Linked DNA regions of Mus musculus: all the other regions are linked to region 2. A link is a contact called in public Hi-C and HiChIP or PLAC-seq data. All regions are on one chromosome and are shown on one strand. Each heading gives the region's core, a stretch centred on a gene start, on an enhancer-like site or on the middle of the called end of the contact. The rest is flanking DNA. Distances are from core to core; before and after follow the strand shown.

What was found. Hi-C and Micro-C count contacts between places; a contact is called where the count stands out from the background. HiChIP or PLAC-seq counts read pairs in DNA pulled down with a chosen protein or histone mark.
Region 1: a contact with region 2 is called in an H3K27ac HiChIP or PLAC-seq map of double positive thymocytes, with 3 times the contacts expected there. The contact joins two enhancer-like sites. A contact is called at or near these places in 4 of 115 datasets of contacts at active chromatin or transcription factors (CD4 single positive thymocytes, double positive thymocytes, large pre-B cells and 1 more).
Region 3: an H3K4me3 HiChIP or PLAC-seq map of bone marrow-derived macrophages shows a contact between it and region 2, with 5 times the contacts expected there. The contact joins two enhancer-like sites. A contact is called at or near these places in 4 of 115 datasets of contacts at active chromatin or transcription factors (bone marrow-derived macrophages, embryonic forebrain, fibro-adipogenic progenitors and 1 more).
Region 4: a Hi-C map of bone marrow-derived macrophages shows a contact between it and region 2, with 13 read pairs. The contact joins two enhancer-like sites. A contact is called at or near these places in 7 of 39 promoter capture datasets (the C10 cell line, the HPC-7 cell line, cranial neural crest and 4 more), 2 of 15 datasets of contacts at CTCF or cohesin (embryonic stem cells and large pre-B cells), 1 of 484 Hi-C or Micro-C datasets (bone marrow-derived macrophages), 16 of 115 datasets of contacts at active chromatin or transcription factors (the 230-238 cell line, Th17 cells, astrocytes and 10 more) and 1 of 9 other capture datasets (embryonic stem cells).
Region 5: a Hi-C map of B cells shows a contact between it and region 2, with 14 read pairs. The contact joins the promoter of Ankrd55 here to the enhancer-like site in region 2. A contact is called at or near these places in 7 of 39 promoter capture datasets (the C10 cell line, cranial neural crest, frontonasal cranial neural crest and 3 more), 2 of 484 Hi-C or Micro-C datasets (B cells and nephron progenitors), 5 of 115 datasets of contacts at active chromatin or transcription factors (the 230-238 cell line, bone marrow-derived macrophages, regulatory T cells and 1 more) and 2 of 9 other capture datasets (adipose tissue and liver).

Annotation. Positions count from the first base shown.
Region 1 is chr13:112,425,130-112,429,669 of GRCm38.p6, reverse strand. No RefSeq gene overlaps it. Among named protein-coding and RNA genes, the nearest start is that of Gm33905, 16 kb to the right of the region's middle. Within about 2 kb of position 1,924, at least 78 of the 459 cell types and tissues checked have an H3K27ac peak or open chromatin away from gene starts, as enhancers often do. A contact at or near this core is called in CD4 single positive thymocytes, double positive thymocytes and memory CD8 T cells, where this site is marked.
Region 2 is chr13:111,723,252-111,728,030 of GRCm38.p6, reverse strand. It overlaps the pseudogene Gm15488. Among named protein-coding and RNA genes, the nearest start is that of Mier3, 39 kb to the right of the region's middle. Within about 2 kb of position 2,585, at least 391 of the 459 cell types and tissues checked have an H3K27ac peak or open chromatin away from gene starts, as enhancers often do. A contact at or near this core is called in the 230-238 cell line, B cells, CD4 single positive thymocytes and 11 more, where this site is marked.
Region 3 is chr13:112,528,155-112,533,190 of GRCm38.p6, reverse strand. Il31ra (interleukin 31 receptor A) reads left to right here. Exons shown (of 17, transcript NM_139299.2): 12 at 179-280; 13 at 1,377-1,523; 14 at 2,772-2,912. Among named protein-coding and RNA genes, the nearest start is that of Il31ra, 50 kb to the left of the region's middle. Within about 2 kb of position 3,115, at least 33 of the 459 cell types and tissues checked have an H3K27ac peak or open chromatin away from gene starts, as enhancers often do. A contact at or near this core is called in bone marrow-derived macrophages and fibro-adipogenic progenitors, where this site is marked.
Region 4 is chr13:112,256,813-112,261,435 of GRCm38.p6, reverse strand. No RefSeq gene overlaps it. Among named protein-coding and RNA genes, the nearest start is that of Ankrd55, 29 kb to the left of the region's middle. Within about 2 kb of position 2,690, at least 42 of the 459 cell types and tissues checked have an H3K27ac peak or open chromatin away from gene starts, as enhancers often do. A contact at or near this core is called in bone marrow-derived macrophages and hematopoietic stem and progenitor cells, where this site is marked.
Region 5 is chr13:112,286,103-112,290,664 of GRCm38.p6, reverse strand. It overlaps Ankrd55 (ankyrin repeat domain 55), which reads right to left and starts at 2,214. Exons shown (of 11, transcript NM_029898.3): 1 at 1,683-2,214. The coding sequence starts at 1,737.

The DNA of each region.
Region 1 (4,540 bases), core at 675-3,174, 700 kb before region 2:
AGGTAAACTGTAACTGGCCCTGGGTGACTGCTCCTGGGTGAGATGGCCCAGCATCTGATCTCCGTTCTAGCGAGAGCGCTGAGGGCTCCACAGCTCCTGGACTGAGAAGTGCATGTTGTTAGTAACACCTGTACACTCTTTCTAGATGTTTTGCATAATGCCACGTTTTTACAATGGAAGTCATCCAGGGTGCTCTAAAAAGTCTGGCTAAGTAAAAGTCTTGTTTTCTTTCCATAAAAGAGATATCTAATATAATTTTTTTAAAAAATCAAAATGACCTAGACTGGAACTATTTTAAATTATCAAAGTTTTCACACAACGACTAGTGTACCTTCAAAAAAAAAATGGGACTATCCTTTTCTTAACTAATTTTATTTGAAAATAGATGTTTTTCATTCAATATGTTCTGATCATGGATAGAGATGGACCTAAAATTAAAAATTGCTGGGGAAACAGGGAGGGGGTTTTCCCTCACATTTGCCTGTCAAGGAAATGCCTCTCGTACTTATTCATTAATATTAATAAATAAAGTGCAATTCATCATTAAATAAAGTGCCAAAGTCACAAGATTATTAAGAACAGCAGCCCTAGAGTTTGTTAAGAGACGCTTTTACAATCATTGGTGTGTGTGTGTGTGTGTGTATGTGTGTGTGTATGTATGTGTGTGAGTGTGTGTGTATGGGTGTGTGTGTGTGTATGTGTGTGTGTGTGAGTGTGTGTGAGTGTGTGTATATGGGTGTGTGTGAGTGTGTGTATGTGTGTGTGTGTATGTGTGTGTATGTGTGTGTGTATGTGTGTGTGAGTGTGTGTATATGGGTGTGTGTGTGTGTGTGTGTGTGTGTATGGGTGTTTTGCTGACACGTATGTATTTGTACTCTGTGCATACCTCGTGCCAGCAGAGCAGAAGGAGATATTAGATCCCTCGAACTGGAGCCACAGATGGTTGTAAGCCGCCAGATGAGCGTCGAGAATCCAACATGGGTTTCCGTGAAGAGTAACAAGTCTAACTGCCGAGTCACACAATAATTGAAAATCTTAGGATTAGCTGCCTGTGAATTTGCATCCTTGTGGGAGTTTTGCTATTTATTCTCATGTTAAAGCCATCCTTTTGTTATTTTAGTGATTTTTTTTTGTTGTTTTTGTTTGTTTGGTTGGTTTTTCCAGACAGGGTTTCTCTGTGTAGCCCTGGCTGTTCTGGAACTCACTTTGAAGACCAGACTGGCCTCGAACTCAGAAATCTGCCTGCCTGCCTCTGCTTCCCGAGTGCTGGGGTTAAAGGCGTGCGTCACCACGCCCAGCTTTTTAGTGATTTATTTATCGTGCGGGTATGTGTGCATGCACATATAATTAATTGCACATGCTGCAGAGACCAGAAGATATCTTCCTTGATCACTCTGTGCCTTTGAGGCAGGGTCTCTCTCTCTCTCTCTCTCTCTCTTCAAACCCGAGGCCCACAATTTCTCAGCTATACTGAAATCCAACCAGCCTCAGCAAGCCTTCTTAGTGCTTGGGTTATAGATATGTACTCAATGCCCTGCTTGTTCTGTGGGTACTGGGATCCGAACTCTGGCCTTCATAATTATACAGCGAGGACTCTAAACTGCTGAGCTATCTCTCCAGCCCACGTTTTTCTTTTAGCCACGAAGATACAGCTGCTTCCTTAATGTCTAAATGGATGAAACCTCACTCGTCAGGACAAGGTACACTAGGGAATACTCAATAGTCACAGTCCTAGCTACATCAGAACATGGCCAGGCCTTCAGCGGTGAGAGAAACCAGCCACATGGTCACAGGAGATAGGATAGTGAGCTGTGAGGTAAGAACTTAGAACGATGGCACGTGAGACCCTAGCCAGGGATCCCTCTGCATCTTTAAAGATGAAGCAAGTCACACAGAGACGCAGAGGCATGAGAGAGAATGAAATACTCCCAGGAGCTCATACACGCCCACCCTCCACCAAAACACTCAAGTCTTTGGTCGGGCTCTGCTCTCTTACATCACTTCCTGTTTTTGACTTTGCTGTAGTACTTGAGCTTTGAGTGTGTGTGTGTGTGTGCGCGTGTGCGTGTGTGTGTGTGTGTGTGTGTGTGTGTGCGCGTGTGTGTGTGTATGTGCGTGTGTGTGTGCGTGTGTGTGCGTGTGTGTGCGTGCACGTGTGTGTGTGTGTGTGTGTGTGTGTATTGGTGCACAGCTGGAGCTTTACTATTAGCATGCATCTCTAGATCTCTAGTTAGCTTCTTTTTTTTTTTTTTTTTTTTTTTTTTTTTTTTTTTTTGGTTTTTTTTTTTTGGTTTTTTGAGACAGGGTTTCTCTGTATAACCTTCCCTGACCTGGAACTCACTCTGTAGACCAGGCTGACCTCGAACTCAGAAATCCGCCTGCCTCTGCCTCCCGAAGGCTGGGATTAGAGGCCTGTACCACCACCATCTAGGATGGACCCCTCACTTGCATTTTTAGCCATCTGTCAAACCTCATCTACGATCACCTTCTGGGATTTGTGTTTCTAGCTGCCTTGGGAGGAAGGAGATAAACCAAAAAAAAAAAAAAAAAAAAAAGGAGGTGACAGCTGGGTGTTGGACTCAAAATTCAGCTCTGTCCCTCTGGGTTTTCTGAGCCACTGTGATGTGATGACAACGGGCTCCTTCGAAAGATCAGATAACAGTCCCAGCTTTGCACCATTCAAGCAAAGCTTATCCCTAGAACCCGAAGATGACACACTTTCGCTTATTACTAGATTCAGGGGACCCTGGGCAAGGACTTCAGGGGATTTCTCTCTCTGTCTCTCTCTGTCTCTCTCTCTCTCTTCTTTCTTTGCTTCCTGGAATGGAACCTCCGCAGACAGATTCATTTCAGTATTGCAGCTTGAGATTAGATGCCTTTTCTACTTGCTGGCCTTCATCTTTGTTGTTTACCAACTAGATCTCACGAAGAGAAAGGCAGACAGCATTGTACTTAAAGCAGAGGTGGAGGGTGGCCTCAAAGGAAGCGTGGCTCTTACAGTGTCTGGGAAGAGAAAGACCAAGGGAGTCCCCACAGTCTGCTTAGATGGCATCTGACCATGAGCGATGGGAGGAAATGACTGCCCACCGTGTGCACTTCACCCTCCCGTCGTCTTCCTCTGCTTTCTCAGGCTGAGGACAACCCAGGTGCCTGTGCCAAGCATTTGGCCTGGGGAGGAGTGACAGCAACACAAACTTACAGGAACGCTGCCTGCCTGAAGACAGTTTCTCATCTCTCTTTCTCTCTCTTTGCTTCCTCCCAGGCTCTGGTTGCTTCAGCAGGGTCCACCCCAGGGGTGGGGGGTGGGGGTGGGGACTCTTCTGTCTGTCTTCCCTGGAGAACAGTCTCTCTTGACCTGTCTCCGCAGGTCTCTTTGCTCAGTCTTACTTCTGTCTCCTGCCCTTTCTTCAGAGCTGGGTGAAACTGGTCCTCAGCAGTGTGAAAGTGGATTCTTCATGTGCTTTTCATCTTGCTGAGTCCCGGCAACATTTTATCCTCTTCTTGCTGCGAGATTGAGGAGCAAATGGGGTCAGGGGGTGAGGAAACGATAGATTCTTTTGTTGTTGCTGTTGTTCTAGGACCCCGCTATGGAGCCCATGGTGGCCTCATGGTCACTATTTTTCCATCTCATTCTTCCAAGGAACTGTAAATTTGCTGCCATGATTAGATTTTTTTGAGACTTTTTTTTGTTTTTGTTTTTTGAATAGCGGGACAGATAAATGCATATTATGTTAGAAAATTTCTTCAATACACTTCAGAGTATTGTGTGAAAACATAGTTAATCTGTACATCAACGCATCTGTTCATTCTCCAGCAGGTAAGGACTGAGCCCTTCCACGGTGTGCCGCCATACTTTACAATAGCCTGTGCTGCTTGCTGCGAAGGAGAGAAGAGATAAAGATAAATTGTTGGTTCAAGGCTGTGCTACTCTTGGATTTACCAACAGAGAGGACACATGGACGATGATCTTTAATGAGAACAATAGAACTGTTTCAGAGGCTGTGAAGGACACCACGAAACCCAGGACAGCAAGCGTGACAGATCAGGGCTCATGCTTGTACTCCACAAAGCTGTGGTTCCCCTCATCTCCAGCCCACGTTAGCTGTCACAGTGGCTAGCGGGCTGCTCTCTGCTGTTAGTAGCATCTCTTTGTGGGAATATCAGTGTGACTGTGGACAGAGGTTCAAGCTGAATTCTATTTATAGCATCTGGTGAGTCATTTATGTCACCTTGACAAAAGCCAGCTCCAGAGCCAACTTGCCATTACTCTATTAGAAAAGCATTCTCATCGGAATATTCTGATGAAACCAAAAGCAAGCTGTAAAATCCTCCTCGCAGCTTGCATGCCTGTCTTTTCATTGGCCTAATGTGATAATCCTTACACTCAACACTGCACCATGCGACAAGAGCACCTGTGGCTCTCAGTGCCTCTCAACACGTAGGGTTTCTTCCTGCCTGACATGGTGAGCTCCAGGACAGCCGGAGCTACATAGTGAGACCCTGCCTCCAAAACAAACAAACAAACAAACAAACACACACT
Region 2 (4,779 bases), core at 1,336-3,835:
GGGGTATCCCAGTGATACAAGTCAAAAGAATTTTTTCCACTTGAAAAAAATAAAAACATTTCTTTGTCACCTGCCATTTCCTCTACATTTAAAATCAAATTTCTCGTTTTTTCCTTCTTGTGCCCAATAGGAGCCACTTGTAGCTGGTCTTGGCTACTTTGTGGGTTCTTCTTTTTCCTACCCTTTATTCTGTGCCCTAGTTTCACCCCTAAGAAGGATAGAGAGAAAGAGAGAAGACAGAGAGATCCTGGAATCTAATCTCTTTTCTATTATTTCTTCTTTGACCATATCTACTAACAAACTGTAACCAACCTCTCTAAATGACCAATGACTACACACCATGCCTCTTGGGGGCCTGTCTTAGGGTTTATTGTTATAAACAGACACCATGACCAAGACAACTCTTATAAAAGACAACACTTAATTGAGGATGGCTTACAGGTTCAGAGGCTCTGTCCATTATCATCAATTTGGAGCATGGCAGCTTCCAGCCAGGCATGGTGCAGAAGGAGCTGAGAGTTCATCTTCATCCAAAGAAAGTCAGGAGCAGATTGTCTTCCAAGTGGCTAAAAGAAGGTCTCAAAACCCACTTTGTGTCACAGTTCCTCCAACAAGGTCATACTTCCTAATTGTGCATATTCAAACCACCACAAGGCCCTCACATTTATATACCCTCAGAAAAGTTCCCAGAATTCCAAATGTCACACAATCGCAGAAACTATCTGCAGCTGGCAAAACCAGGCTTTTGCTAGAGCATGAGGCAAATCATGATCAGCTGATTCTGACAGGTCAAAGCAAGCCTGGAATTAAAACAAAAACACATTCTTTTTGGGTTGTTGTTTTTAGATTTATTATTTTTTTATTTCATGTATGTGAGTACACTTTCACTGTCTTCAGACATACCAGAAGAGGGCATCGGATCCCCATTACAGATGATTATAAGCCACCATGTGGTTGCTGGGAGTTGAACTCACGGTCTCTGGAAAAGCAGTCAGTGCTTTTAACTGCTGAGCCATCTCTCCAGCCTCCAAAACACATTCTTATAATATTTCTGTGTGCGTGTTTTTTTTTTCTTTTAAAAAGAAACCAAAGTTCCAGAATCTGTCGTGTGGACACCCGACCTATTGATACACATGGGTGCTGGCCCTGTGCATTGAGTGAGTTATTAAAGTTCTTTCAAATACCATCCATGGAGAAATGGCTTCCCACCTTCCATGAGGCTAGTATTTATCCAAAACTGGATAAAATAACATCAAACACAAGATTATAGACCCATATCTCTCATAATGCATATGCAAATTTTCTTTAAATATCTTACCAAAAGAACCCAGTAATATAAAGGATAATATAACATGATCATATTAATCCAATGACAGAAAGCTTAATGGTCACTTGGGGACTGGGAATGAAAGAATACATGAGAATGGTTAAAGAAAGGTTCTAACAGGATTTTGAAAGTGATGGATACATTTACAATCTTAATTTTGATTAGTGTATAGACAAAAGATTTATCAAATTGTTCACTTTAAGTGTGTGCGGTTTATCATACACCACTATGAAATATCATATACTATACCTTAAAAAGCTCCTTAAGAAAGCATTTTGTCTGGTAATCTTGCCTTCGGCTGTTTAGGAGAATGAAGTGCAAACAGGGCATTTTGTTCTTATGTCTATATATTCACAAATCACTTTAGTTAAGAACACTCATGCAGCTACCTTGGGATTCTGTTCCCAACATCCACATGGTCGCTCACAACCATTTATCCGGTTCCAGCGGACACCGTGGACACCAGATACCCACAAGGTGCACATATATACATGCAGGTAAATCACTAATACGCATAAACTAAATCAGTGTGTGTGTGCCTCTTTGAATGGGTTCGCTCGCTCTTAGAAGCGCCTGAGGTCCAGGCTAAGGCTGGAAATTGGCCGAGAAGAGTTCAGCTGAGTGGAGCCCATGAGAGTAGGGACTAAGCAGAGGCTGAGGACAGACGTTACAAGCAGCAGGCACAACCCTGGGAAAGAAACCAGGCGGCCCACGCCCAGGGAGCGTTCCTAGAGGCCAGGATGCCATGAAGTCCAGTGACTCTTCGCGCACAACCAAGATCGTTGTACCCATGAGAGCGCAAACGCACAGCGAGAGCAGGCTGCTCCAGCTCTGCGCGCCCGGGCTGCAGGAGCCTTGCGGTGTGGGACACCCTGGGCGGAGGCCCGGAGGGCGGGACAGCGCAGCCCGGCTCCTCCCTTAACTGAGCGGGGCGAGGATTCGACGCGCCTCTTCCACGCCTTCCTCCTCGCTGCACCACAGAGCAGCCTGCAGGGTGTGTGGGGGCGATGGCGCCGCTTCGTCCCCCCCAGAATGTGAGAAGCCTCACCTACAACCCGAAGTGAGAGGACGGAATGGCAGGACCTCACGACGTCACGCAGCCCTCGCTGCTGCCAAAGCTGTTACGCCCAGCCAATGGGCTGAGGCGGGCGGGCCGCGGAGGCGGAGCCTGAAGTACTTGAAGCCCCGGGATGCCCTGGGCTGACTCGAGCAAGCCTTGGGGGGGGCCGAGCCTGAGGTGGGTGGAGCCTGGGGGCTTCCAAAGTTCTGCGGTGGGCGGGCCTAAGAGGAGGAGCCTGAGGTGGGTGGAGCCTGGGACAACCCGAGGTTTAAGGCGAAAGGAACCTGAAGTGGGTGGAGCCCAAAGTAGGCGGAGCCCTGAGGCTGAGGGTCGCCGAGGGGGTTGGGGCTATTCGGTAACGCAGATGCCCACCTTACGGGGGCGGGACCTGTGTCCCCTTTCCCAGTGTGCGCCGCGCTGCTGGGTCTCACGCGCGCGCGCTTTTTTCCTTTAGTAACTCCGCCCTTACAAGGATGCTGCAAAGGAGCAAATAGAAACTTACAAAGTGGGGGTGTGGCCTTTCCTCAACCGGGACCTAGGAGTTTGAACTTCCTCGGAAAAGTCAAGGCTTAGTCTCATTAACGCGTAGAAAAGAGCAGAAAACCATGGATTGCTCGGGGTGGGTCGCCGTGGGCTGTGACGGCTGGCGTTTGTGAGCGTGCTGCTGATCTGCAGTCTATGCAGCGGAAGACTCGGCTGAAAGTGAGACAGACACAAGCGCCTTCCCGAAGCTTCACACTACGGAGACGTGAATTCGGGTGTGGCGTTACCTTAGAAATATCAAGAGAAAGTTTCTTCCTTTTTGTTCAGAAACAACAGTTTGTTAAAAAAAAAAAATAGTTCTGGAAGTAAGAGTGATATAGTCAAAGAAGAAATTACCACTCCCGGGAGAGACTATATGACAAGGGATGTGAATTTGGCTTAAGTTTGCCTTTGAAAAGGACACGCCTATGGGAAAAAGTGTTTACGAAGATTCTTATTTGAAAACATTCAAGTAGCTATTGAATGGTTCGAGGGAAAGCTGAGCTACGTGTCTGCTTCTGATCTTTCCGTTTACAGCTTTAGTACCTCGGGCACGTTCCCTAGCATTTCCATGCCCAAGTTTCTTTGCAAAAACAAAACAAAACAAAACGCATGTTGATGACTGGCTACTTGGATGCTCATGGTTGCGGGTTAGAGAACATTGACCTCTCCCAAAGAATTGCTTCTTCTAGGGTCTCAGTTTAGCATAGCTTAGTTCATTAAGGGCAATAACCCAGGAATCATCCAGAACTTTAGTCGATTGCTGCGTAGGAAACAGAAACTTTCAGATTCTTCAACACATTGCAAAAGACCCAAAGATAAAATTATTACAGGTGACGTTGTTCTAGGAACGTTACCAAAGGTTCCCCAGGCTCTATTTTTAAACGACCATAGTAAGCCATCAAATTTCTTGTGCTTCCAGAACCAGTTGAGTCAAAAAATCAACACCTTCTGAGAGTCCAGCATCAAAAGGTGAGACTGTTTGAAAATGGCTATCAACAACCAAATGGCTTTAAACCAGAAGACATTCGTTGTATGACCTTGGGTTTAGGTGTCTACAGGAAGATTTGTCTTGTCACTGAAGGATTGATACCCAAGAAACAGAATCTATGTATCCTGGTAAAAAGCTGTTAGTATTGCCAAAGATTGCTGGTCTAGCTCTGTAGTCAGAGTAAATAAAGATTTGAATTTGAAACCCAAGTTTTCAGACTTTTAATTTCATAATTAACCTTATAAATTACATTGTCTGTTAAAGTATGCTATAATGTGTGATGGAATAATTGCATTTATATGTAAGTACACTGTACCTGACTTCAGACACCGCAGAAGAGAGCATCAGATCTCATTACAGATGGTTGTGAGCTACCATGTAGTTGCTAGGATTTGAACTCAGAACCTTTGGAAGAGCAGCCAGTGCTCTTAACTGCTGAGCCATCTCTCCATCCCAATAAATGCATTTTTTGGTCATGAGACTTTCCCAATATATATTCATTTTCTCCTTTACCAGTTATAGAAAAAAACAGCATGAAGGTCAGATTCATTTGTTCTCACATAAATCTTCTATACTAGTCATTAGCAAAATACACTTTTAAAATAATATCCAAGGGATATCAAATTAGACTAAATAAATATATGCGTGTGGATATATATGTGTATATAACTTTGTAAAACTGAGTCTAAAGAATGTTGTTCATATTATCATTAAAATTTAGATTCTGCCTTCTCTATGGTCTGCTGGTTCTGTGCTTCATCATCTGTTAGGAACAAGTCTTTCAAAAACATGACATTCAGGCGGGCGTGGTGGCACACACCTTTAATCCCAGCACTTGGGAGGCAGAGGCAGGCGGATTTCTGAGTTCGAGGCCAGCCT
Region 3 (5,036 bases), core at 1,866-4,365, 800 kb before region 2:
CTGTAATATTCTTGAAATGGTCTCAGTTTAGTTCTGGGAGTTAGACAGAACATCTCAGAGCAAGAGAAGGCATTAGAGAGAAACAGAACGTCTTCTGTAAGTCTTAGGCCACAACTCAGTCCTCTATTTTTCTACTCTGTGTACTTAAGCAGCCCTCTCTCCCCCCTCTCTCCTCCAGATAAACTAAAACCTTTCACATGCTATAATATATCAGTGTATCCAGTGTTGGGACACCGAGTTGGAGAGCCGTATTCAATCCAAGCTTATGCCAAAGAAGGAAGTATGTGTGGACCAACTGTGGGGGAAGGGAAATAGGCTATTACAAGTTCAGATGCAGGGCTGTCTCAAGGCTCATTTCTAAAACATGCACCATCTTCATGTTCATCTTCAACTGTGTGTGTTTGACACACTTGAGGCCAGAGTATAGCGTCACTACATTTCAAAGGTGGGTAGATATAAAGAGTCCAAGGAGTCCAGCCACTTCCTACTTTACAGTGGGGGAATTGAAGCTCTCACAGAGGTGAGACTCCTTGCCTAATAACAAAACAGCAGCTGAGACTGTCACCAGCGTTAACATTAATTAAGATCAATTCAGGGAGCCTAGCAAGCTCATCATACACACATTAGAAATGATTCTCTAGGAGTGCACACGTGGGTGTGCACGGTGGTCATGGGCGTTTTGATGCACATGTATGAAGGCTAGAAGCCAACCTTATCATTTCTCAGAAGCCATTCACCTTGTTTATGTTTTGAGATTTCTCCCTGGGACCTGGGGGCTTGCCCATTGGTGGAGCTGCCCATTGGCTGGCCAGCAATTCCCAGAGATCTGCCTGTCTCCACCCCTTCAGCTCTGATATTGTCACAGAGGCCACCATGGCCAGCTTTTTACTTGACCTTATGCTTTCACGGCAAGTGCCTTCCCTGCTGGGCTATCTCGCCTCCTCTCAGGTGTCTTTTGCGAGGCAATAGGCAAGGTACACCACTCAGACTTTATCTTTTGGGAAATGAGCATCTTCTAGATTCAACACTGGAAAGCGTCTCCTACTGTATAAAGGTAGGCCAGGGAAGCTATACTTTATAGACAGGAATGAAAACTGGGTGCTAATTGGAATTGGGGACCTACAGGAAAGTACATTTTCTTGGGGATTTGAAATTCCTTGTCATCTTATATAAGATGCCTGACTTTGGGGGGGGGGGGAACCCAATCTCTACAAACAAGTTCACTCCTCAGTCCCCCGGTTCAACTTCCTTATCCCAACCCCAGCATTGTGGGTTTTGCCTGAAACAATGGTAGCAGCTCTAGGGCAGCGGTTGATCTTCCGGGATGTGATTCAGCCTTGGTAATTTTTTTTTTTTAATCTCCCTGACCTCTGAAGCTCCATTAAAAGGTCCTGAGACCAGGGTGGAGAACATCGGTCTGAGGACAGCCACGATCACATGGAAGGAGATTCCTAAGAGTGCTAGGAATGGATTTATCAACAATTACACTGTATTTTACCAAGCTGAAGGTGGAAAAGAACTCTGTAAGTGGGCACATGGCCAGGCTGAGCAAGCTCAGTCCACCCCTCCGCTCCCCCCATCCCCGAGATGATGTGAATAGACCTGACACAGAGGTGGCTCCAGGGCTGTGACCGGCATAGTCATCCAAACACTTAGCTTCTCTGTGCTTCTCTGAAAATAGAATCGAGGGCACTACCTCAGGAGTTACAAACGTGTAAAGAAGTCCTGAGGAGGACTGGGAGGAGTTGATAGGACCTCTCCTGCTCAGTCACAGAATGGGTGGGTCCCCTCAGACTTTTCTGACCATTGTTTTGGGTGGGATTTGCCCATCTTAAAGAGTAGATTTGTATGCAGGGACAGCCCTTGTTTGATGGTACTTGTCTTAGTGCAGAGCTCTTTAAGTGTAAGTTCTACCTCCCATTGCCCAGAGCTTTCTTTTTGAGTCCACAGTATCTTCTGACATCCTAAGCTCTGGGCTAGGCTTGGATTTCCGTTTAGGCTAAATTTGATTTTTATTACATTATAGTACACGTAATGTAAAACTTGGTACTAAATATTTGAAGGTGTATAGTTCAGTGATCTTAAGAACATTTACCAAATTGTGTAACCACCACCGCTCTTTTCTCCCCCTCCATGTGGAAGCTCTGTGTTCTTTTAATCAATTGTTCCCGGGCCCCTCCTCCCATGGCCTCTGGTAACTACCGGACTCTGCCTATAGATTATTATTCAGATTATTTCACAGAAGTAACAAGGCTGGGGAGGCAGCTCAGAGCCCGAGCATGTTTCTAGCATGCACGAGGTTTTACGTTCACTGCAAAATAAAATAGGTTAACCTTACAGCCTGAGTTTTCCCAGGGGTATCTCATTTAGAAAACTTTTTCCCCTAGTCACTAATGATATCAAGCACTCGTCTGTTGTAGTTATTGGCCACTTGCATATCTTCTTCAGAGAAAGAACTTCATCACCCATTTTAACATTAGATTGTCTTTAATGAAGTTCAGTTTAATATTGTTTGGGGTAGTTGCTTGTGCTTTGAGTATCATATTTTATAAGAACCCTCCATAAATTCAAAGTTGTGGATTAGTTATTTGGGCTTTTGAAGGGTTTTATACTTTTAGCTCTTATGTTTAGGTCATTGATGCATCTTGGTAGACTTGTTTTAAGTGGAAGTTGAGAAGTTAGAATTGCAGGTCAGGGCACCCTGGGTCAATGCGAACACACATTTTCAGTTTGGCTTGCTATACTAGATCGGTTTCTATTTTTCCTTTCAGCCAAGACTGTTAACTCTCATGCCCTGCAGTGTGACCTGGAGTCTCTGACACGAAGGACCTCTTATACTGTTTGGGTCATGGCCAGCACCAGAGCTGGAGGTACCAACGGGGTGAGAATAAACTTCAAGACATTGTCAATCAGTGAGTACTGGCTTCAGGCCTCATTCTGGAGTTTACTTCGGGTTGGAAATATTTGACAGGAGCAAGGAGAGCCAGCAGAGGGCAGCAGAGCATGGCTTCTCCTGCTCTCTCTGGCTCACTCACCTCCCAGGAGTTACTGAGGAGCTGGCAAAGGGAGGGCTGAGTTAGACCAACAGGCCATTTTGATCCTTGCTGGTAAGCAGCCACAAATAATCTTAAGATGAAGCAAGCAACATCCACTTCAGCCTCAGCCACGTCAAAGGCTGTTGCCTGAGCTCACACTGCCCAGTTCCTAAATGTCAGGAGTTGTGCAATAGAACCTGGGAAGGAACAACTGGTTGATCAGAGGTCACTGACAAGGGACTTAATGTTACCATCTGCGGTGGGGCTTTTGTTTCGTTTTGTTTGTTTGTTATGTGTATTCAACTTATCAGCTTTTACGTTGAAAACATGAAAAGCAAGACAAATTTGTTAGATATCACATATAATGTGAAATATAATAGTTTAATAATTGAGTAGGAAAGCTGAGGGCATGTAATAGACAGAGGGAAAAGAAGAGGAAAGCCAGTCTGGTCTACAAAGTGAGTTCCAGGACAGCCAGGGCTACATGGAGAAACCCTGTCTCAATCAATCAATCAATCAATCAATCAGTCAATCAATCAAAATTCAAGCAGCATTGACAAGTTTTGCAATAACTACTATAAACCAAAAAAGTCATCTTGATGTATCTCAGAAGCCCCTTGTTATTTATGTTCCTGAAGACTAAAGTAGACCGTGGCTCTGAGAACCATGAGCAAGATAACACGTTCTGTCCTGCAGCCTAACAATGCCTTCTTGGTATTCTTTTTGATACAACTTCTAAAATAACTTTTTTTTAAAAAAAATAAAAATCATGTTACAGCTTCAGAAGACTGGGTACAAGTTGTGTCAGCTCATGAAAATTTCTCTCAGGATCAAATTGAAGGCACAATCCCGTGCTGGACCCTTAAAAGTTCTCTCCTTGTTCCGTAGATTTGAGGACAGACTACTCTACTTCCCTCCTGGGTCCTCCACAACCCATTCTCCTTTTTATGAACGACTATTTATTATTATTATTATTATTATTATTATTAATGTGTATATGTGTGTGTCTGAGTAAGCTTATGTACACCACATGCCTGCACTGGTTAGAACAAAGTCTCGCATCGCTTGCAACTGGAGTTGAGTTGCAGGCAGTCGTGAGCAGCTGTGTGGGTGGAGAGAGCTAGACTTCTGCAAGAGCAGCCAGTGGTCTTATGACCATCTCCCAGACCTCTAGAACCGACTCAGGCACAGCAGCCACAGTTTAAAGTTCTAGATTTTCTGAACTCACCAGTTACAGCTTCATATTTTAAACAAAATACAAGCTACCCTCCCCTTACCTCATTTCCCATCACTTTCTGACTCGGTTTCTCTCCCTCTTCAAAGCTTTGCATCTCCCTTTGCTTTTCTGCAAAATCCAGGGCAGACTCTAGATTAGATCTAGCCAGGCAAGGTGATGCACGCCGGTCTCCGCACCCAGGAGGCTGAAACAGGAAGGTCTAAAATATAAGGCTAGATCAGCCTACACACAATGAGACCCTATCTGGAAAATTAAATAAGTGATACATAAATAAATAAATAAATAAATAAATAAATAGAAGATTAAGAGGCTAGCCTCCCTTCACTTTGCCCTAAGTACTCTATTTGATCATCTATTTTATCTGAAGTATTTTTAACATTATTCTATTACTTAGGGTCCTCTAGGAGAACAGAAGTGATGTGGTTTAAGTGATTGGAAGCTAGGTTCTTCAGCAGTGGCATTCACCATGCAGGGACCCCGGTAGCCACTCGGTCTGAGAAGTCTGAATCTTTAGAACAAGAGTAGGAGTTAAGGCCGCAGTCCCCGTCTAAAGATGGATGCCTGGAAGCTCTCTTCAGAGTTGTGTCCAAAGGCTGGCTAAGCTGAAGTTGGAAATCTGTGGATAATGACCACAGCAATCAGTGTTCGTGCTCAGGGAGAAGAGAACTTGGGTGCACTGACCGTCTTCCTCTTTTTCGACTTTTAGCCCATCTGGTAGTGGTATTGCCAGCCTATCAGATGGTATTGCCTGTGTTTAGGGTGGA
Region 4 (4,623 bases), core at 1,441-3,940, 530 kb before region 2:
ACCAGCACCATGAGCACCAGGGCGAGAGATGTCATAGAAACACCAGACTGGATGGATGGGTCGGATGCTGAGCACACCCATAGATGGAGCATCCTAACTCCATACGGCGCTCTGTGGCCTCAGACTTCACTGAAAGCTTTAGCCCCCTTTGGAGAGTCAGTGCCTGACCCAGGCCTGCTTGGTTGCTGTTTAGTGGTTTAGCTTCACCATGGACATCAGAAGAAAGTATGTGCCTTGGGTGACGATGTCACAGAATAGGTGGTGGAAGGAGATATAGTATTAAATCTTTGAAAAACGTATATATGTATTCAATGTACTGTAATCATATCCACTCTTCAATACTTCTCTCAAACTACCTCAGAACGCCACCAGCCCACCCTCCTCCCAATTTCATGCCTTCTTTAATTATAAATACTAATGTTACTAGTAACTAACTCCCTAGCGTCAATTAGTGCCTAAGCATGGGGACATAAAGTAGGACACAGGCAATCTATTATTGGCTACATTTCCCCCACAAATGTGACTCTGTCTCTCAACAGCCATCATCTGTCAGTGGCTTCGATGTTAGAAATGGAATGTTAGTTCCATCATGTAACCCCCTCTCCATCCATGCTGGGACTTTGACTGGCTTGATCTTATACAGGTCTTGTGTAGCCAGCCAGAGATGCTGTGAGTTAATAGGTGTGCAACAACTCTGTTATGTTAGGAACGCAGCACTTCACGGAACGTAGTGCCCCTCCTTATTCTACAGCTCTTACATTCTTCCCGTACCTTCGTCTGTCATGTCTTCCTTGAGCCTTGGATGAGAGTGAGTAGAGGTGATATAGAAGAACCATCTACTGCTGAATTCTCACACTCACTTGTTCACAGCACTTCTACAAGATCTGAGTCTTTGCATCAGGGCAAAAAGAAACTTCTCTGACCTAGCTTGAGAGCAGCACAATCTATGAGTGTAAATATAAATAGTGAGAAGGCAGCTTGACACATTACCATTTCAGGAAACACCATTAAGTCCCTCGTCTAAAACTGGAACTATCTAGATCTCTCTAGTCATAGTTTTTAACTCAGTTTACAGTGCCAGATATGAAGTCCCTCCAGTGAAATAGGTCTCAAATCCAATCAGAACATGATTGGTTACCACTACAACTATTATGTATCAGTGGGCACAATGCGCTGGCAGGTTGTTATGTGGGTAACACCACATAGCATGTGGGTAAGACCACTGTTTTCTCTTCCTGAGCCAACTTCCCAACACCCTCCAGCACCATGAAAACTAGCCAGCAGGAAGAGAACTTCCTGATAAGTTTGAGATTGAATTCTTGATGTCTTTCAACTAAAGTGTATGGTGTATTCAGCAAAAGAACTTCCCCCTGAACCCCACTTAGTTATGTTGGCAACCAAGATCAAACAACAGCCTACATAGTTCTGGATCCCTCCAGGGCCCCTCTGACCAATAACTTGGTGGGCAAAATTTCATGTCCAGCACTGAAATCTTCAGGAAGGACTTAAACAGAGAAGGAGGATCTAGGGTTTTGGCAGCAAAAGGACCAGAGAGTGAGAAATGGAAAACCAAGCACACTTTCTCTTGGATCATTTCTGTATAGTGCAGCAGAATTGTTTGCCACCCTGAGAAGTACAACAATAGCAGCAACAATAACAGCAGCAGCAGCAACAACAGCAACAACAACAACAGCAACAACAGTAACAGCAGCAATAACATCATCATCAACAATAACAAAACCAAGTCAAGGTGTGCACAGGCTAGATCCAGCCCTTCAGGTTACACACTGAGACTTGGCCATCTAGAGATGCAGTGCACTGCAGCAGCCAGTTGGGGTCAGAGGTGCTTCATCTCAGAGAGCATCCAGGCTTTGCCTATAGCTAGCTCTGTCTTTAATTTCTCAAACTTGCAAACCCTCTACAGTCAGAAAGCCAGTTTAAATTCTCTTGGAGTTTACATTTCTGACCAGGTAGAGCCGATGCCTGGGAAGAAAGAAGTGTCTGATCTCATGGGCCTTGGCGAGGAGATTGGTTTCAACTTTAAAACACTGAGAGTTTTGAGTTTTGTCCACTTGTTCTCGTCCTATCCCATGTACCTCTGTAGATTGTGGATACAGGGCTCTCAAGGACACTGAGCAGTCATGGACACAGAAAAATCATCTCCTTGGCTTAAGCGTGCAAACACCTGGAACGGAGGACTCCAGCCTAGCTTCCTAAATCCTTATCTCCATGGTACCCTGAACACATTGCTTAAGTGATATTGGTGGGTGTAATTGGCTCATAAGTGTTTATAAGCATCCAGGTCAGAATAAGCTTGTGATAACCAACTCTATATATCTCTTTCTGCAGCCTACCTAAGGGATATCACGGGGATAGATAGATGGACAGGATCCATTGTTAGGATTGTTAGGGCCATAAAAATGTGCAAGTGTGGAAAGCCAGGACCTTCCTCCTGTGTTAACCAGCTTTCTGTCACTACAACAAAATACCCAAAGACGTTCAAATTTACAAAGAGGAAAGGTTTGCTTTGGCCATGGGGTTGGAGGTACTACTTGGTCCTATTGCATGTGAACTTGTGTAACAAGGCAAGGTAGAATCATATCACGGTGCCGTGGTAAAGCAACTGTTGACCATGTGGTCAGAATGTGGTAGAAAAGGAAGAGGCAGAGAGGAGGGCCCCAAGGACTACACAACCTCCTACTAGGCCTCTTAAAACGTTTGTCATCTCCCAGTAATGCCAAGTTGACTAAGTCTTTAGTACACAGGTCTTTGGGAGGAGGTGGGGGGCGGCTTTCTAGATTCTAGATATAAACCGCAGTGTTTGAAAGCTGGTTGCGAAACATCTGCGTGCACATCGATGACGACATACATTAGCTGCTCAGCCCAGAAGGCATCTGTGAAAGAGGAGGGGTAATCTCTGAGAATCAAAAGGATCTTCCAGGATAAATCGGTCTAGAAACTATAGTCAAGAATCCCCCAAAGTGATTTTCCTGTCAAGGGCAAAGAAGACATTAAGTCAAAATTTCCTGTAGAATTTTTAATGGTTAGGCGATGGTGCTAAATGGCCCACAAAGCCACGTGACCTCCTTCCCTTTCTAATCCTAATCTTAGACCTTGAGAAAAATCTCAAACCTCTTTAGAAAGAGGCATTATTGTTTCTACAAAGTGTGTGTATGTGTGCGTGTGCGCGTGCGCGTGCGCGTGTGCGTGTGCGTGTGTGTGTGTGTGTGCGTGTGCGTGTGTGTGTGTGTGTGCGTGTGCGTGTGTGTGTGTGTGTGTGGTGTGGGGGGGGGAGTGAAGTTGAGGGACACCATCAGAAGGAAAGAGTGGCTATCTTTCTCCTTTGTGTCACATCAGGGACCATTGAACAATGTATGTTTGCTCATGTTTGTACAACGCAAGAATTTAAACCCATAAAATCAGCTTTGCTTAGGGGAGACAGTTTCACAGGCATAGATGATCATCCTTGCCGCTCCTTCAAAGTTGCTGGGAGACATGGTCAACGAGTCTGCTGGAGTGTAATGTTTAGAGCATTTTATTCACAGGGAGCATTTTAATCTACATTTTTATTGTTGTAATTAAGTGATTTGAAAGACATTATAGACCTGGTGGTGTTCTGGGTGTTTTGGGAAGATGGCCAAATACAGATGGCAACTCATTGGCTCTCTTTATGTAGCCCTGGCTGGCCTGGAACTCACTATGGAGACCAGGCTGTCCTCTAATTTAGAAATCTACCTGCATCTACCTCCTGAGTGCTGGAATTAAAGGTGTGTGTGATGATGCCTGTCTGCTGAGCTGAGTACTTCAAACTGATCTATGGGACTTGAAGTTAGCTTTAGGAAAAGAATTAACGAAGAAATCAACGACCAGTGAAGGCCTGGAGAAACAGAAGTCAAGAGGTGGAGTTGTTGCTCTGAGGATAATCCAGGGCTGAGTAAAGCTTTCTGGAATCACCAATCTAAGGCTGGCTTCTCAGAGGGGCATGAAAAGGCTGGTTCTGGGGTCTCTGAAAGCTGGAGCCAACTGCTGCTGCTGCTGCTGCCCCTGCTGCTACTACTACTACTACTGCACCCACAGGAAGAGCAGTAAACAGAAGGATTGGGTCCGTGCACTTCGGTCCTCACATCCTAAGCCACCCTAAGCTAACTGAGGTACTTACCTTTCTGTGCCTGCTTTCTTTTTCTTTTTTTCCACTTAGCACAATGATTTCTGGTTTCACCTATTTTCTTGCAAATGACAAGATTACATTATTTCTATGGCTGAATTGCACTCCACAGAGCACATGTATTTTGGTGTCTTATGCATGAGTCGTGCTGTGGTGAACACTGGCATGAAGATGCTTCTTGATAGACTGCTTTCATTTCCTTTAGTTATCCAGAGAGAGGTCTGGTTGCAGGACCGTTTTGTAAGTCTCTTTCTGGCTTTCTGATGGGGCCACCACACTGCTTTGCACAGTGTCTTATTGACATTCCCACCCACAGTATACACAACTTCTCTTTCTTCCACACCTCTCTTTGTTACATTTATCATTTTCATAAGGGCTATTTTTTACTGATATCGCTGGTTTTGTTTGTTATTTCCTGACGACGAGTGATAGTGAACTTTTTCACGCAGTGGTTTATA
Region 5 (4,562 bases), core at 965-3,464, 560 kb before region 2:
TAAAATGTGGAGCCTGAAAAGCTGAACTGATTTGCTTTTCAGAGCTATGAATGTGTAAACCTCTGCTGCCATCAGAGAGAAAGGAGTGAGAGATGGAGAGATGGAGAGAGAGAGAGAGAGAGAGAGAGAGAGAGAGAGAGAGAGAGAGAGAGAGTTAGAGTTAATATTATGGGAAGAATCAGGTAGAAGAATTGCCCTGAATTGCTCCCACAAAAGATGCTGCAAGAAAATATTCTAAACCAGCACTTTAGTTATTTCCCAAGCTCACTCCAGATAGAAAGAGCCAGGCTGGCACAGATACATTTGTTTTGAAGGACTTGTTCTTCTGCAGTCAGTCCCTGCTCCCTCAGATTAGTCTCCCAAATGACCACCGTGTTTCTCTGTGATTCTGCGGCTTGGCAACACTCTTCTCTAACCAGCACAAGCAGCTTGATTCTAAGCAGAGCTCTCACTTCTGCTGATTGCCATCAGTGGAACAAAACGTACAGGGAGGAGAGGAGGTGGTGGTGGGGGAACTACAGTAAGCCCCCTTCCTGTGGTGCCTGTCTACAGACTCAGTGTGAATCAAGATGTTCTCAAGATCGATCTCTCTCTCTCTCTCTCTCTCTCTCTCTCTCTCTCTCTCTCTCTCTCTCTCTCCCTCTTTACCCCCTCTCTGAGCAAGAATTGGAGAAGACTCTATCTGCCTCAGGAATCTAAATCTATGTTATTATTTGAGAAATCCATTGAGCAAACATCATTTACCCATGCCACGAAGCCAGATCTAGAGGAGGTGACCTTGCCTTGAAGCATCGATAATTGGGAAAAAGAAAGAAGAAATGGCTATTGCTAATGAGGCTTCCGCAAGCCACCATTTCATAGTGTAGCTGAAAGAAAGAAACTAACCAAGCTCTGAGAAGCTGCAGAATCCTAGTGCGGCGAGTGGGTTAGATGCCGTACGTTTCATTAAAAGGCTCTGGGAAGGTCTGCTGTATTTAAAGTGTGGGAATTCCCCTCCATCGTACATAGAAAAAATGGTCTAATTACACAGATGACAAATACATGTGTGGAGGCACACAGCACATGCAAAGCCACACTCACACAGACTGACAGGCTGTGAGTCTGATGATGGCAATGAATCTCACAGCCTACTTGGCCCGTGGAAGGATGACTTTCTGTATGCAAATGAAGGGTAGGGGGAAAAAACCCACTCTGCCATTGCAATTAAATAATACAGTATTAAGTCACTGCACGGTCTTGAACGAGGTGTGGCATCAGCAGGACCCGTCTGTGGGTCAGGTCTCTCTTGGAGGGGAATCCACAGTGCCTCGTGATGGCTGAAGTGACGAAATATGAGATTTACGGGCTGAAAGAGGCCCGGTATGCATTCTGATATTGCTTTCTCTAACATACTTTATGACATGACATAAAGATGATACTATCTAAAGTAGCTGATATGTCTCAAACCAAAGAGTAGGACTAGGAATACATCCGCAAGACAGAAAGCCCGTAAGCTTTTTTTTTCTTTTCTTTTCCTAAAAGCTTATCAAGTCCTTACCAGGTTTGTTTTCACACACACACACACACACACACACACACACACACACACACACACACACACACACTCACACACACACACCTTTCCTCTTCTCCTTACAAACTGGAAATCTCTTCGCCATTGGAGTGGTAAAACATCGTGTTACCTTTGTGCTGATCAAACACAGAAGAGGTGCTGAAATCCATGGTAGCCTGTCTCATCGTTTACCATCAGAACGGCAAAAAAAACCCAGTCAGGGCTCTGGAGAGGAGAAAACACCATTTCACACACTGCAGCCAACGTCAGTCAGCTTCAGCATCGTTGGCGTCAGCTCCCGTTGTAGAATTAAGTGTGTGTTAGATCTGCCGGGCGCCTTCAAGGCTACCTTTGCAAAGACATAAAAAACACTCTTTCTGCAGGGGAGGAAGTGTTACTCTCAGAATCCCATTCACCATCAACACTGACGTGTGAGTATTATATACCCTTCCCCCAAGCAGACAGACAAAACATCCCAAACCCTAAAATAAGACAGCCTTCACGGGGGTGCCTGCCTTGGATCTGGGCCAGGAAAATGCTGCAGATCTCAGAGCTTCGGCTGAGGCGACTGGAAGGTCGCTTTAAACCAATAGAAACCTCAATGAGTGAGTGAGATTCACAGGGCCAGACGGAGCATGTGCAAAGCCGCCAGCGCAGACTGCGTGCTGGCTGTTTGTTCTTGGTGGAGTGAGAACTGCATTTGGGTCATGTGAGCAGAGACGGGCCATCTCAGTGGAATAGGATGTAAATATTGTAGCAGGAGGCTGCAGTCCACGTGCCCTGCTGAGTAGTTATGCACTGCTGCTGGGGGTGGGGGGATGGGGGGAGGTTCAGGCTCCCTGCAGTGACCTCCTCCTGTCAGAGAGACTTTGAGGGTGGGCAGTGAAAGGTTGAAGGTCAAGGTTCAAATATCTGTGCAGACTAAATCAAACAGCCTGCAGTCACAAGGCTGTGCCTTACTGCATTCTGCATGAAGCCTGACAAGTCACCAGCCATACTGCTTCGAGAAGCAGTCAAATAAATTCATCCTCTAGGGTTAAAAACCTGAGGGGGAAATCTTGCTCTTATTTGCATACGGTGGTACTGTCTATTGCTAGGGGAAGACATCTGTCTAGTTCGTTTGTGTTTTTACAAAATGAAGACATTTCCTTTGTGGTTTTGGCTTTATATCTATATGTGTGCACACCTGAGCGTGTATATGTCACAGGTCCATCAGGAATCTCTTTTCAGGATCACCTTCCTTGTTTTTTCCAGAGAGAGTCTCTCCCTGACACCCAGGCCTTGTCCGGGTGCCTAGGTTGGCTGGCAGGAAGCCAGGATTCTCCTATCTGTCCTCCAAGAGCCTGGGTGGTGAGTGATAGCACCTGGCTTTTTGTATGTCACTGATCATGGCAACTCCCTTTTCTTTTTAACTAACAGATATTTGATTTTAGACATAGTGCTGGAAATGTTTTCTTTTTTTCCTCTGCGTATGGCTATATTAATACTTTTTTTTTGTAGTACAGAGATTAAACCCAAACATTATATACTAGATAAGTGGTCAACTACTGAACTACACTCTTAGTCTTTACATTTGTTTTGATATAGAATGGTCTAGTCTATGTTCTGTGTTCTTTTGTAGGCAGTTCTCTTTTATCTTTTGACACATATTTTCTACTTGCCTGTCATTTATTTTTCATAAAAAAGGGCCTCACATCTCTATGACAATGCTACCACTCACTAGTAATATCACTCACTCACAAGCACTGTTATTCACCTCACAGAACCATGACTCAGCAGTACTGTTACTATGACTCAGCAGGACTGTTAGTATGACTCAGCAGGACTGTTATTATGACTCAGCAGTACTATTATTTACCCAACAATGTTATTCATCGCTATTCTTTTCCACTTGGGCTCCTTCCTTTCAAAATACTCTGCAGTATTTGATTTAAAAATACAAGCAGAGGCTGGAGAGATAACTCAGTGGATCAAGTTGTTGCTTTAGCATTTTTAGAGTCCAGGATGTGGCAGTTTGACTGTCATCTCAGTGCTGGGGAGGTGGAGACAGGATTTCAGGAGCAAGCTGGATGGCTAGACTAGCAGTGAGCTCTGGATCTGATGGAGGGACTGTGCCTTAATATATAAAGGGTGAGCAATCAAGAAAGACACTCATGTCAACTGTGGTCCCTACATGTGTATGCTGAAATGGTCACCCACACATATATATATACCACACATATATATACCCCACAAGCAAACACACACATCATGCATACAGAGGAGAAATACAACACATTGTTGACAGATGAGCTAGGTGGTGTAGGACAGCAGGACTGGGAGAAGAACAACTGCTGAAGTCAGCCTTCTGATACTCTAGCCTGTTGCCTGGAGTGTTTCCAAACCCACTGCTATATGGAACCAGGGTGGGCTCAGTGGTTTGTAGAATGACTCCTGAAAAGATATACACGCCTTAAGCCCCAGAACCCATGAACATGACCTTGATGGCAAACTGAGTCTGTTCAGCTCTAACGACATAAAGGAGCTCTCTTTGAAATGTGTCTCAGTGGTTTCTATTGTTCAGAGGAACATGCAGAGGTAAGGGGGTGGGGGAGAACATGGAACAACACAACCTCCTGTCATTTGTCACTTATGCCACCAAAGCAGGAAGAACTTAGGAACCCATTGTCTCCTAAAGCCTAGAGGGGGAGCTGGGTTCTGGCAGCACCTTGATTTTCAACTTTGGATTTCCAGACTGTGAAATAGTAAGTTTTGGTTGGTTATTGGAAGCCACCAAGTTTGTGATAATTTTCTTACAGCAGCTTCAAGAAATTAACACAGAGGACTCTCAAAATATTATCTCTCCAGTTAGTAGATTTCTGTGAAAGCATTTATCATGACCCAAACCAAAGTATGGCTGTTAGTTTGTAAGGGACTCATTCTGAAGAGAGGCAGGTAGGCAGACCGAAGACGAGGGCTTGAGTGTGTTATATAGGTGTGGCTTGGGCAAACGTCATGATTTTTTGGAGCT